3 separate regions of the Drosophila melanogaster genome follow, and all the other regions are linked to region 3. A link is a contact called in public HiChIP or PLAC-seq data. All regions are on one chromosome and are shown on one strand. Each heading gives the region's core, a stretch centred on a gene start, on an enhancer-like site or on the middle of the called end of the contact. The rest is flanking DNA. Distances are from core to core; before and after follow the strand shown. Region 1 holds the start of MtnE (Metallothionein E). Region 2 holds the start of Stat92E (Signal-transducer and activator of transcription protein at 92E). Region 3 holds the start of Hs6st (Heparan sulfate 6-O-sulfotransferase).

What was found. HiChIP or PLAC-seq counts read pairs in DNA pulled down with a chosen protein or histone mark.
Region 1: a Psq HiChIP or PLAC-seq map of the Kc167 cell line shows a contact between it and region 3, with 4 times the contacts expected there. The contact joins the promoter of MtnE here to the promoter of Hs6st in region 3. A contact is called at or near these places in 3 of 107 Hi-C or Micro-C datasets (the D17-c3 cell line, cellular blastoderm embryo and wing imaginal disc) and 1 of 6 datasets of contacts at active chromatin or transcription factors (the Kc167 cell line).
Region 2: a contact with region 3 is called in a Psq HiChIP or PLAC-seq map of the Kc167 cell line, with 7 times the contacts expected there. The contact joins the promoter of Stat92E here to the promoter of Hs6st in region 3. A contact is called at or near these places in 2 of 107 Hi-C or Micro-C datasets (cellular blastoderm embryo and wing imaginal disc) and 1 of 6 datasets of contacts at active chromatin or transcription factors (the Kc167 cell line).

What each region holds. Positions count from the first base shown.
Region 1 is chr3R:20,531,742-20,536,419 of dm6, forward strand. It overlaps MtnE (Metallothionein E), which reads right to left and starts at 2,963. Exons shown (of 2, transcript NM_001300498.1): 1 at 2,869-2,963; 2 at 2,280-2,788. The coding sequence starts at 2,893. The coding sequence ends at 2,688. MtnD (Metallothionein D) reads left to right here and starts at 3,221. Exons shown (of 2, transcript NM_176518.2): 1 at 3,221-3,300; 2 at 3,367-3,560. The coding sequence starts at 3,276. The coding sequence ends at 3,476. Stat92E (Signal-transducer and activator of transcription protein at 92E) reads right to left here. Exons shown (of 8, transcript NM_001275828.1): 8 at 3,582-4,678.
Region 2 is chr3R:20,550,124-20,554,342 of dm6, forward strand. It overlaps Stat92E (Signal-transducer and activator of transcription protein at 92E), which reads right to left and starts at 2,188. Exons shown (of 8, transcript NM_001275828.1): 1 at 1,958-2,188. DPCoAC (Dephosphocoenzyme A carrier) reads right to left here. Exons shown (of 6, transcript NM_001300499.1): 3 at 3,773-4,076; 4 at 3,447-3,712; 5 at 3,004-3,187; 6 at 2,262-2,933. The coding sequence ends at 2,786. It overlaps att-ORFB (alternative testis transcripts open reading frame B), which reads right to left. Exons shown (of 5, transcript NM_206523.3): 1 at 4,130-4,219; 2 at 3,773-4,076; 3 at 3,447-3,712; 4 at 3,004-3,190; 5 at 2,512-2,933. The coding sequence starts at 4,167. The coding sequence ends at 3,461.
Region 3 is chr3R:20,006,372-20,010,725 of dm6, forward strand. Hs6st (Heparan sulfate 6-O-sulfotransferase) reads right to left here and starts at 2,141. Exons shown (of 6, transcript NM_001275821.1): 1 at 1,790-2,141; 2 at 1-288. The coding sequence starts at 49. MED25 (Mediator complex subunit 25) reads left to right here and starts at 2,576. Exons shown (of 1, transcript NM_142597.4): 1 at 2,576-4,354. The coding sequence starts at 2,689.

The sequences.
Region 1 (4,678 bases), core at 1,713-4,212, 530 kb after region 3:
TGGTCCTGTTTGATTACGCACCTGGGACTCCAACTTCCAACACGAACGTGAACAACCATATCAAATGAATGTCTATGTCGACAGTTTTTATTTTCCAACTTAAATGCTTAAGGTGATGAAAGGTTTGAGAAAAGCAATAAACGAAAATAAATAACTTTATTGAACTACAGTGAAAGTACGTCCCTTAATGCTCAATACCATTGGATACTTCTGTTTGCCTTAACAAAATAAAATCAAAAGAAGAATTTTACTTTTAAATACAAATAGAGTAATAAATTATTTATTATCTTATCTTCTTTGAGCATTACAATTGCTCTGCCACTTAAATATTCTCAGTTTGGACTGCAATCGATTTGAAATAGCTTTATTTTAAAAGTCGAAGAGTTATTCCCTTACATATACATATGTGCAGATACTTCGCTTAGGGGTCAGCAAATGTAACGAATTAAAAATGAATACTTTATGGTGAATGTGTGAAACCATGCCCCCACAGGCTCTGGACCACCATGCCACAATAGGCGGCTGGAGAGATTTGCAAATTTGCCAAGATTTATAGTGTTAGCCACAGCGGTTGGATCACAAGCGCACCTCTGTGCGCGTGCTGGTGCAAAGTTTTCCCAGCTCGTTGGGAGATGGAAATTAACGCAGGGACACCGGAACAGCTGAGCCAAAACTGAGGCCGGACCTGTCTGGGCCCAGTCTGTTTGGGTTTTCCTGGGGCTTTTGGGTCAACCGCCTCCTGGCTTAAATTTGGTTGGCGGGGGAGGGAGCATAGAGTCTGCCACTCGACGCGACGGCTGCCGACTAATCTGTTAATTTATGTTGAAAAGTTCAAGAAAGTTTCGAAGCGCTTAGCAAACAAATTGTAATAAATTATTAAGAATATTTGCACACAAAACGGGCGGGCGGGTGACACCACGATGGCTTCACAGCTTTTGTGCATTTCATTAATTTATGTTTCGTTGCCTGCCAAAAACTTCTCGCCACTTGTGTGGATAATTTGATTTCACCGTAGAGCAACTTTACACTGTCGCCAGGAGGCGAGATTCACACGCAAAGATAAACACGAGCCCGTGTCCTTTGTCCCCTGTTTCCGGAATACCGTGTACCGTAGCGTATATTCTGCATTACCCGATCCCTTATTCCTTAACCCTGATCCCGTCGAGGGTCGAAAGTGGCCAGCGAAAAGTTAAAATGTTCTTATGCATAAGTGATGCGCCGGGCGCCTCGTCCTTTTTCGCCTTTCGCCTGGCGACAAAGTCCTCACGAAGTGCCCGCATTGCAGTTGTTTCCGCTTTGCTCCGTTTCACTTCGCTGCGACATGAAAACTTAATGTCGTAATTAACTGTTTGCGTTTGCGCTTTAAGAGTGCTCATCGCGTATACGTCCCGTGTGCGTCACTGCTTTGACCGCGTATGCGCCCCCTAAGCCGAGATTTAAACGCATCGCGTGACCCACTTGCAGCCTGCAACTTTCAATGTCGACGTGTCACTTTATCAGGCAGCAGCTGGCAAATGGTGTGACACGAATTTCCGGCCAGGAAGCAAAACAAAGCAAATAGAGCAAAACAAGGGAAAATGGCTGACTGGCATTTCGAAGCGGGAAATGGCTGTAAAAACATCATAGCTCAAACTTCCACCCATACGAATTAACTTTGATGACTTGGCGGAAAAGACCGGCAAAGCAAAAATCAGTTAGCAGTGAGCAGTTACCTGGCGCGATTCCATTTCCGCCGCTTAACGATATTAAATCGCTGAAATGGGAATTTCGGCCAAGAGCCAAGCTCCTAGGATATCCAACTAGATTACCTTGGACTCCGGAACCGGCAGTTCCCCAAATTCGACTGCCTGTTAAATAAGATTGTCAACTGCAATTAGCGCGCTTAATGCATCTTTCGGATGCGAATTGACAGACAGACAGAGAGCGTGTCATTCTCGGCTTTCAATCTGCCAGATGTTTAACCACTTGCCTGCGCCATCCTGCCATTTCAACCTGTTTACAGCACGCATCCTAGAGGACTCCTCCGAGCAGTGTGGCAAGGACACGACTGTGGCACTCAGACATGCATTCGCTGCTCGCCACTGCCAGCAGAGGCCCCTCCAAGTTGCACATTTAAAGACTGCGGCGACTCGAGTCCCCTTCTCTGTCGGCTGATGGCCCTTCAACTAACGCACCTGCTCCACAGCCAACCACACTAACCACACTTGGCTAAATGGGCCATAGAAAGTGGTAGCGAGCTGTTTTGCTTCGCTGCAAATTAAATAAACCCCGTAGATTATAAACTTATGCCCAAAGTGGGGCCTGAAATGAAGACTTCCGTCACAAATGCCTGAACATTTTTTCAGTTATTTTCTACTTTTATGCATGAGTAGCTCTAAAGTCTACTTTAGAAGCAGGCACAATAAATTTATAATACGATTTATAATGTTAAGGATTCAATATTGTTGCCAAAAAATGTGAATCACTGTTAACTGCATGACGACCTGGATTAAGAAGGTAACAATTTGCAATAACGAAGCTTTTCTGTTTCAATTTTTGAAAGGATTTAAAGTGCAACATTTCGCAATAATTAATAGTAATATTAAATTAAGATAAGCACAACATTATAATGGGTTTTATTCAGCGTCAGGCAGGGGTTTGTAACAACTATTAGAGACTATTTAACCTAATCCAAATGGATCCGGCCATCACTTGGCCTGGCAGCACTTGGCTCCCGTCTTGGCGGCGCATTGGCATTGGCTGTTTCCGGCGCAGTTACCTCCGCACTTTCCGGCTGAGCACTGGCAGTCTAGTAGAGGTGGAGAGTTCATTCTATTAGTATTACTTTATAAAATATAAGTTTTCCCACTTGGGGTGACTGGTACTCACTGTTTCCACATCCCTTGCAAGGCATCTTGTTGATTTGTTTTTTGTTTATTTACTGCGGTAATTCCGAGTCTTAGAAGCTTGTTGAACTTGCTGATGCCTTCTGGTTGGGAAATCCTCCTCTTTATACCCGATCCAGTCCAATCGAAACTGTGGGCCGTTCTGCCCGATAAGATAAGAAAGCCGTGTGCAAGTCGATCGGCGTGCGCAAAAGCATTTTTCTGCCCGGCGATGATAAAGCGATTTGCACACGCCCTGATAACAGGAATTGATTTTTTTGGTGCGCAAAGCAGTGAAAGCTCTATAAGAATGCTGGACCGCCAGTCGACAGTCATCAAACAGTGCTAGCTAACGGCTAAGTGAATCAAGTTTATTTTAATATAATCAACAACAAAATATTTTAACACAAAATGGGTTGCAAGGCTTGTGGAACAAGTGAGTGTACTAGTAATCATACTAGTTAAACAAGTGCGGTTGCTAACTTCCCTACTTAATCCTCAGACTGCCAGTGCTCCGCCACCAAGTGCGGTGACAACTGCGCCTGCAGCCAGCAGTGCCAGTGCTCCTGCTAGAACGGACCCAAGGACAAGTGCTGCTCCACCAAAAACTAGATACAGGACCCATCTCGAGCTCATCTGTGTGATGAAAGACCCTTTGGCATGACAACGAAATAAAATACACAATCAATTGAAACTAATGTTTAAAATCAAATCTTTATTGGCCATTTTGACAAGAATAGTTCTTTAGTTATTTCCCACATTAGCTTTAGAAATTGCACACCCAATTAGCGTTCGAAATTACATTTAAAACACTTACACAATGTACACATTTAGTTCAAGTACACCGTGAGAACAGGACAATCAAATAATAGTATCCAAATATCAACATTGTTTTTGGCGAGCTTCTCTCGTGTGTATTTGTGTGTTTTGTGCTGTTTGTTTATAGTTTTTGGGGAATGTGTGTGTGTGCAATAGCTTTCACAATTAAACATTAAAACATTACGTACACAGTATTACATTTGATTTCGCAAATTGTGAGTACACAAAAGGAAATCCGCTCCCGTTCGCATTTAAGTGTTTCAAGTTTATTGAATTGTATATTTATTTGGGGTGTACTTAAGTCTTATAAAATTCTTAAGGTTCACGTACAAAGCTAAGTGTAGTATTGTGTTATTGTTGTTGTTTACATACATAAATGATTATGTTTACGATCTCTCAAACAAACGTAATATGGTCCTCGTGTCTCTAATAGCTGACTAAAAAGGCAATCGCATGTGGCGCATTTGAAATGCATTGCAAACTCTGCCCTGATGACTCAAACAAACAAGTTTCAAAAAAATATACATTGATTAGTTCAAATTTTTGCGCATTTTCAGCATTGGAAGCCAATAAAGGATGGGGTTACATAAAGCAATTCAATCTTACTTAGATTATAACTAAAATTAAAGCAATCAATCCCTGCGTTGCTGCTCTCGTTGATTGTTTTTCCACTTTCGTTTAACATAGGCTTAGCACGCGAATTAAATTGTATATCAAAGTTTTAAAATTAGGCCATAAAATTAAAATCAAAATCAAAAATTTAGATTCAACAAATAGTTACTCACTAACTAAACCGATTATTTTGTCAGTATCATCTAAACGTAATGCTTTGTCACAGACGAACACGTCATAGTGCACAAATTGAAATCATATGTATACATATATAAAAGATATATATAAAAATATAAAACAACGTGCGGACACATTCCAAAGGTTTATACAACACAGAAATTCTAAATTTTGCATAAGTCAGACACAATCATAATCACGATATA
Region 2 (4,219 bases), core at 938-3,437, 540 kb after region 3:
GTTGTGATACCAGGTGTTGAATCGGGCCCCAACACATGGGATTAATTTACCAATGCCTTATACAAAAAATTGTATTATGTATTTATACAAAAAAGCTTAATTTTTTAAACAGAGGACATTAAATATATATAATTTTTAGTTTTATAGCCTCGCTTTCTCGCTGTGCAAGGGAGCGAGTGGGACGGTGAGATGGGGAACAGCTAATATACTCGATATCAGTGTTGTTGTTGCTGCCATTTGTGCTATTGCACTCGAAATTCTTGTTGCCTTTGTTTTTATGGGCTTTCCAGGAAACAACAATGAACGGGGAAGAAGAAGACCGGGAAACAGGAGCGTGAAGAACACATGTGCATGTGTGTGGGTATTTTGTTGATGTATAAATAAAGCGTCAAGTGGAAACACATGATGATGGTGCATCGAATTTGTGGCCAAAAGGCAGAGAACCTTCGTGAAGGCCTTGCGGAACCACCACACGCCCACCCACATTATTTGCGCAGTGCACATTTGCAGCGGAGTCCTCCCACCCACACACGCATTTATATACGTACCCCCCACCACTCGTAAATTTGTTGCTCTTTTTCTCCTATTTCTATTTACCTTTGGTACACAAACACCAACGCACAACACTGTGTAAACACACACGGCTGGCTGGTATCGGTTAGTTTGTATTGGTACGCCTGCCGCTGTTGCTCTTCGATATTTTTTATTATGTATTTGCCGTTTTATTTTTAAATCGCGCTGGCTTCACGCACACACAAACATTACACACACGACGCAGTGCGAGGGAGACGGAACGCACATGCACACCCGCACACGCACTGAGAATTTAGAAAAAAAAACTAGAGTCTCGACCAAAGGAAATCCTATCAGTTAAACGAATCCTTGAAAACAAAGTGCACTTGCAAAAGAATTCAACTGGTTGCGCATTTGAAAATTGCTCCGCATTCGAACAATTCCCTATAGTGGCTAAAAAACGACTGCCGCGTCTCTAGAGTTGGAGCGAAAGCGATCCACATGCGATACTATCGGACGATGAACACATGTGAACAATCGCTGTTAACAGTGGGTATCGATTCTGATAAATCTCTGCCAAACCGGGAAGATAGGAAATTCTAATTAGAAAATAAGTTGATTTAATTTTATAGAGCAGCGCAGTAAAATATTGTTAACAACCAGGGACCAAAGCTCGATAACTATGGTAAAACAAAATTTTTGAATTGTTATTACTTATAAATTTTTGACTTGGAATGCACATAATTAAACAAATAGCATTTAGGATTTTTCGTAAAGATGTTCTAAAAGAAACATTAAGACTAAACAAGTTACGAAATATATATCTCTATCGTGCTAATATTCCACTAAACTTTGTGAGTTAATTAAAGAAAAATAAGTTGATTGAAGTTATTATTTAGAAGTAAAATGAATTTGATGGTGGAAAACTCTGATAACCCGAAGTGCAACCCTCGCACCCCTGTTAAGTTAACAGCACTGTCGGCTGCTAAAGAATAAACAATTTGCGAAGCTAATTGCGATAAACAAACATTTATCAAAGGGGGTTTACACCCATTTTCGCATCATTGTGGCGCCGCAGATATGAGTGCGCATGTTGTCTGTACACACACGAGCTGCCACCCACACATATGCACCGCTGGCGGTGTAATTAATTGCATTTGATTGATTTGTCCACCGAAAGTCAAGGTTACCCCAGACGCAGAGAAGCACAATTAATGGTCTTTTGCCAACTCTTGTGTATTCTGCATATAAACATACGCGACTTCTGAATTTTCACCTGTTGTGCGCAGCAACAAGCGAGCATGAGAATGCCACCCCCGACCCTCTTTAAATGAAGAGGGTTGGTGCTCGGAGAGGGGTTTTTTTAAGGCTGTGCCCCGTCTAATCAATAGGCCTTAAATAATTAATCCATTCCACAATCGGCGCAGCACAGCAAATCACTCACCTTTCAGATTGCCTTTTTGGTTATGGCAGGTGTTGGGGGAAAAACGCTTTTTATCCTTAAAACAACACCGCCTGCAGCTCACGGCTGTTGGGCCACCTAATTCCAGGGCAAATAGTCTTAATTATCACTTTTAAAACGCACTAAATTTACGTTGTTTTCGTTTTGCGAGCACTCGAATTTTTGCGAACGCGACTACCAGCATATTTCGATATACAGCACCCCCGCAAAAGATGTTATCGCGTAATCGCCGGAGGTGCCACCTGTCACAACCGATGGCGCGCGTTTTAAAAACGATTGAGATAATCGATCAGTTAAACAATTTTGTAAATTTTAATAATAAAAACACACTAACATACAAGAATTACATAGTATATGCTGGTGTGAACACCCTCAAATTCATGACTATTTTAACAGTCGCAGCGCCTTGACATTGAGTTGGCAATACACAATATACAAAATGTTCGGGTAAATCGTAATCATTAATCTAGGAGTGTTATTGTCAAAGCAACACCATTGAATACGAGGTCCTGGGGAGCAGTATGTGCCAGGCGAGTCATTATTCAGACAGTTTATTGGCTGATATACTTTCGGCTTACGGCGATAATAAATCAATTACGGTTAATAACAAAGTTAAGCGCTTTCGGGTGTCTTCACTTCATCGCTTCTCTCCCTCACAACTAACAGCTAAAAAATATCTAACAATTAGAGCATGTCGGTGCTTCACTTCTATTTCCTCAGCTCATCCATCGATCGCGAGACTTAAGATCAAAGCAGTGCGTTTTTGGTGTGGTGTTTATGGGTGACGAGTGGCAGGGGCAGGGAGCTGGGCTATTTCTCAACCCGTCTCAAGTTGGCCAGCTCCGTGAGCCACGCCTTGATCAGATCGTAGGTGGAGAAGCTGATGCCCACGGCGATGGGTCCCTTGATCCAGTTCATGCTAAGTCCCTTGTAGAAACCGTTCTTGACGCCCTCCTCACTGTTTGGAAATCGTAATTAAAATCGCAATTAAAATATGAATAAAATCGTTGACAAAGATTTGCACGCACCGATAGATCTTGACGAGAGTCTCCAGGATGGTTGGGTACCGATCTCCGCCAGCCGTGTTCACCCGCATTGTCTGCATTCTTCGCCGCACAATGTCCAATGGATAGCTGGCCGTTTGCCCGGCGGCACCAGCCGCAGCACCGAAGGCCAGCGAGACTAGAGTATTGGGTTTATTGTTGCCGACCACTTCTGCAAGCAAACAAGTCATTTAGTTGGCAAATTCAGTGAGCACTTAATTAGAATATAGGTAACTTCTACTAGCATAATCAAAATAATGACAATGACCCAGAATGCCGGTTTAAATTGAAATTATCTGTATAATTCCACAATAAACTTGGGGCTTAAAACCGAATTCTATGGACATATACAATATACAAGAATTTTTAAATGAACATCTCCCCTAAGTCTATAGAATTTTATATTAGGATATAGGTAGTATTCCTACCATAGTATTCCCGCTTAAGAGTCTCGTAGGTGAAGAAGGAGGTGCCCGCATAGGGAATCACGCCGAGAACGGTCGCCCAGTAGCCGCGGAACAGCGTCCGCGGACCCTCCTCCACCCAGATCTTGGTGAAGACTTGTCGCAGCGTCCGATAGCCAGTATACCGATCCGTGACGGCCATGCGGGCGCGTGCCAGGTCCAGAGGATACGTCAGCGACTGTGAGGTGATTCCCGCCAGGGAGCCAGCCAAAAACCGACGACCTTTCGTGCTGCAAAATAGAATGATTCGCCATGAAGTTGGTGAGAATCTAGAGCATAGTACAACTCACTTGGTGCCGTCCTTGTCGACGTGCAGGATGCGACGCCACTGCTCGTGGGCCGTGAACTGTATGGCTGCGTAGGGCACGATTCTGGCCATCGTGGCCGAGTTCCCCCGCCACAGGGCCAAAACGCCCTCGTTGGCATAGGTGTTTTGCAGGTAGCGCAGCGAGGCTCGAAACGAGAAGGGCACATCGTTGCGGATCTGGAAGTTGATCTTTGTGCGGTCCAGCGGGGCGATGACCGTCTTGGCCAGCGCCCCCGCCGCTGCTCCGGATATCAGGCTGATCACCACCTGGTCGATTTTCTGGCGCACTGAAATAGTAAATGGTAGAAAATGAATAGAAAATCTCAATATGCATTCATACCCGAATGCGCGACTATGGATAAATAAACGGAGGGACATAGGAAACTTTGACACTCCACTACGCTCTATAATTTAGTTCGGTTTGAAGTCA
Region 3 (4,354 bases), core at 891-3,390:
AATCACTATCGACTTGAACAGATACGTTCTTATGCATATCCCCGGGCATGTTCCATTCCCTGGCCTCCCTCGAAAATCGCACTAAAGGTCCAACAAGGGTCCACCCGAGTGGAGTCCAAGCGGGTATCCGTATCGGCCTAGCGCAACGAGAACCAGACGCGAATCGGAGGCGAGGCCAACTCAATCATACTTCAGTCGCTGCCCGATAAGAACTCGAAAAATGGGAACACCTTCGCCCATTGCACTTGGCGCGGAAATGGGTTTTCCTTGTCTCTCGGCTTTCAGTGCCTGCAAATGGAGTAAGAGTGAAAAACGGTTAGAAACCTATTAGTTTTGGGAGCACTACAAAAGCAACACCGTTTCCGATTAGTTACCACTTGACCATGCCGATAAAGCGGTCTGTCAAATTGTCTAGCCCTTATCTAGCCACTTACTTAGTAGCTGAAAGCTCTTCAGGGGAAAATCAAAAATAGTTTTTAAGAACCTAAATCTATGGCAGACTGATAAGAAGTTCACAATTAAAACGTACATACATAGTTAATTGGACTTTCTATTTTTTTGTTAGGGTCAAAAACTGATAAGCAGGCGGTGAAGTTGATTTATCGTTTAATCTGACCCTATTTTAATTGCAAATCTATTAGTAAGTATTCAAGACGGGCGTGAATAACAAACGTTTGTGCAATAACAAATTTATCTTTATTTGTGTGGGAAATCTTAAATTAAATTTCCACGCGCGAATGCGATCTGCAAATGTATAGCGTAACGATAAAATACATAAATCAACCAATAATGACGCAATAGTGGAAAGTGAATGGCGGAGCCGAAAGCAATGCATTTAGTATACCCTTAATCAATTAAAAATACGTTTAAATACGTTTATTATTTAAAGCAAAAAACCTACATCCGTACATGATAATACGTGCAATTACTCAAATAATAACTTATTATAGTTAAAAAATAGTTTGTACTTATTTCATTTAATATTTAAATTATCTAGTGATTCTTTATTTATAAGAACATATTGTAGTTCAGTTATAAAAATAGTTATCAATAATATGGTAAATATAATGAATGAACAGCCTTTGTTGTATGGGTGATTATTATCACAAGTCGCTTTATCTGGCTTCGATATTGTTTATATGTGATAAACCCGATTGGAAAATGCGTAACATATTAGGGTTTGAATGATATTGACTACATGCGAGTAAGTTGCATTTAGGTAGGGTATTTAAATGTACAAACACCCAACTAAAATAACTGGCGATCGGCAGTCGGAGTGACGCCCAAGCATAACTGGTGCCTTATATTTATGTAGGCGCTTTTTACTTCACGATCGGTGCTTCTGTAGCGATCACAATTATTGTAAACAAATGGAAAAGTTGCTTATTGGCAAATTGGACTAACAGAGAGACAAGAAAAAAAAGGCAGATGTGGCGAAACATGTTGCCAGGCAACAATAACAAAAAAGCATGCATGCTGTGCACACATGGCCGTTTAATTCACTTCTCTGTACTCTAAACTATACTTAAACCATGCTAATTGCCTACCCAAATTATCAGGTTTTTCGAGGCAGTGACGTCAGGGCAAGGAGTATAATTATAATAATAGAATCAAACGATTTAGCAACATTGCAGTAAAAAAAAACAGAAGCAAAGGGGAGCAACAAAAACAGAGAGAGGGCAAAATAAGAGAGAGGACAACCAGACAGAGCGAGATGCCAAACAACAGCTGTTCTTCTTGCCAGATGCGAAATGGGCAATTTAATGAAATTTATCTAGATTTCACTCACTTTTCACTTGCCAAACGTCGTGTTTGTGCACTTTTCACAATTGTCGCGGCGTCACACGTTTATTTATTTACATTTCTCTGCGTTTCAGGCGCTCGCACGCTCAATTAGCGCGCTTTCCGCTTTGTGCCACACATTCTGTGCCAGCCACAAAAAAGCCCGCAATTCGCACTTTCATGTGTTTTCGGCTATTTCTGCGATCGTTTTTCCTGCACTTGCACTGCTCAATAGCTAATGTTTAGTTAATTGACACTTTCTAAGCGTTTTGCGTATATTTTTTACGAATTATTTTGGCAAAACGACGCGGTACCAGCGTCAACGTCCGCATTCTTCAAAATCGGCGAATGAACTGAACAAAACGAACTGCGCAAGTTGGGCAATAGGAACAGCTGACCGCGCTGCCAGACTGCCGAACGGAAACTCGCTGCGAGAGTCTGGCAGCACTTGCAACCATCGATATAAACTATTGGTAACGAATATTTAAAGAATTAACTTTATAGTTCCATTGAAAATACATACATAAAACAACTATAATTATGATACCTAACATAAAACATCGTAATATCTTATTTATAGTTATCTTTTGTATGCAATATTCAATTTTAAGTTAATTAGATAAACACCAAACGTTTTTTTATTTGTGAAAATAGAAAAAGAATTCAATAGAAACAAGTTTTCAAGGCAATCTGCATATTCTTAAATCCAACTTTATGGGCACTTTTGAATATTCATTTATTTTGCAGCCCTAGCAATCGCTGAGCGATAACCATAAGTTGACTATCGATAGCAGCAGAGCGATATGCAAAACAAACGAAAAAAGTAAAAGAGCGGTGTAAAGCAGACAACATAGTTTACATTTTTTGCAACAAGTTTTTCAACTTAAAGCCAACTCCCATCGTCCAATGGAGGTGGACCAGATTCCCCTGGCCGACGTGGTCTTCGTCATCGAGGGCAGCGCCATCAACGGAGCCTACATCAACGAACTAAAGACCAACTACATCCTGCCGACTTTGGAGCACTTCACCACTGGCTCCATCGACGAGCGGGAATACCTGATTGCGGAGCGCTTTGCCACTCTGTACGGTATTGTGGTCTACCGTACAGCGGCCAATCTGCTGGAGCCAGTTTGTTCAACCTATGGTCCCTTTCTGCAGCCCCAAAAAGTGATGGAGACGATCGAAAGATTGCCACTAGTGGGAGGCGGAATGGAGTCCTGTGCCCACATGGCCGAAGGATTTGCTGCGGCCCACGGCTGTTTTGATGACATCAGCGAAAGGCGCCAGTTGCTCGATCAGACCAGCGTCCAGAGGCACTGCATTCTCATCTGCAACAGTCCGCCGTACCAGATGCCCACAACGGAGTCGTGGAAGTATCCGGGCAAATCATGTGAGCAGCTGGCGGCGCTCTTCAACGAGCGCAAAATCAATCTCTCCATTATTGCGCCACGCAAGATGCCGGTGTTGTTCAAACTTTTCATGAAGGCCGACGGAGATCAGCCCATTACGAGCAAAAACTATGCCAAGAACATAAGACACCTAGTGCTTCTAAAGGGATACAGCCTCAAGGAGAGAGCACCTAGTCCCAACAGCATGGCGGCCCAAATGGCTGCACCCAATGCGGCACAGGCTACAGTGCAGCAGCAACAACAACAGCAACAAAATCAAGCTGGTCAGCAACAACAAGGGCAGGGCATGCCCATGGACACCACTCCAGCCCAGCAGCAGCAACAGCAACAACAACAGCAGCAGCAACAGCAACAACAAGGCAATCCTCAGCAGCAGGTCATGAACATGAACACGATGCAGCAACAGCAGCCCGGTCCAAATCCCCCAGCGGGCTTACTCAATCCACAGCAGCAGCAGCAACTATTGCAGCAGCAGCAGCAGAATCAATTCGTTTCCAATCAAATGCAGAATCAGAACTTCCAGCAAAACGTGGGACCCGGCCAAAACCGCTGGATGTATCCCAACCAGCCTGGTCAGGCGCGTCCGCCCTTCATGCAGGGAGCAGGCAATGTGGGCGGTGTGGGCCAAGGCGGCGGCATGCAACAGAATCCAAATTCTGCTCTGATATCGCGCATTAATGCGCCGCCGCCGAACCAAACTGTGACCTCGCTGCAGCAGCAGCAACAGCAGCAGGCGCAGCAGCAGCAGCAGCAGCAACAACAGGCCCAACAGCAGCAGCAACAAAGGATGCAGATGCTGAGCCAGCAGCAGATGCTAAATCACCAGCAGTTGCAGCAGCAACAGCAACTGGCCCAGCAACAGCAACAGCAGCAGCAAGGACAGCAACAGCAGCAGGTAAATCCCAATGCAGGAAACAATATGATGCCGGCTAGCAATGCCGGCAACATGTCTAATCCGCAGCAGCAGCAACAACAAGTAGGACAACAGTCGAATCCGCAGCAGCAGGGCAATCCGCAGCAGCAACAGCAGGGAAATTCGCAGCAGGAGCAGGCCTCCTTGAGGGAAAAGATATGGACCGGAGTGCTGGAGTGGTCAGAGAAGCCAAAGTCCGATCAACAGAAGATTCCCCATACACTCCAGTGTACCGTGTGCACCAACATCA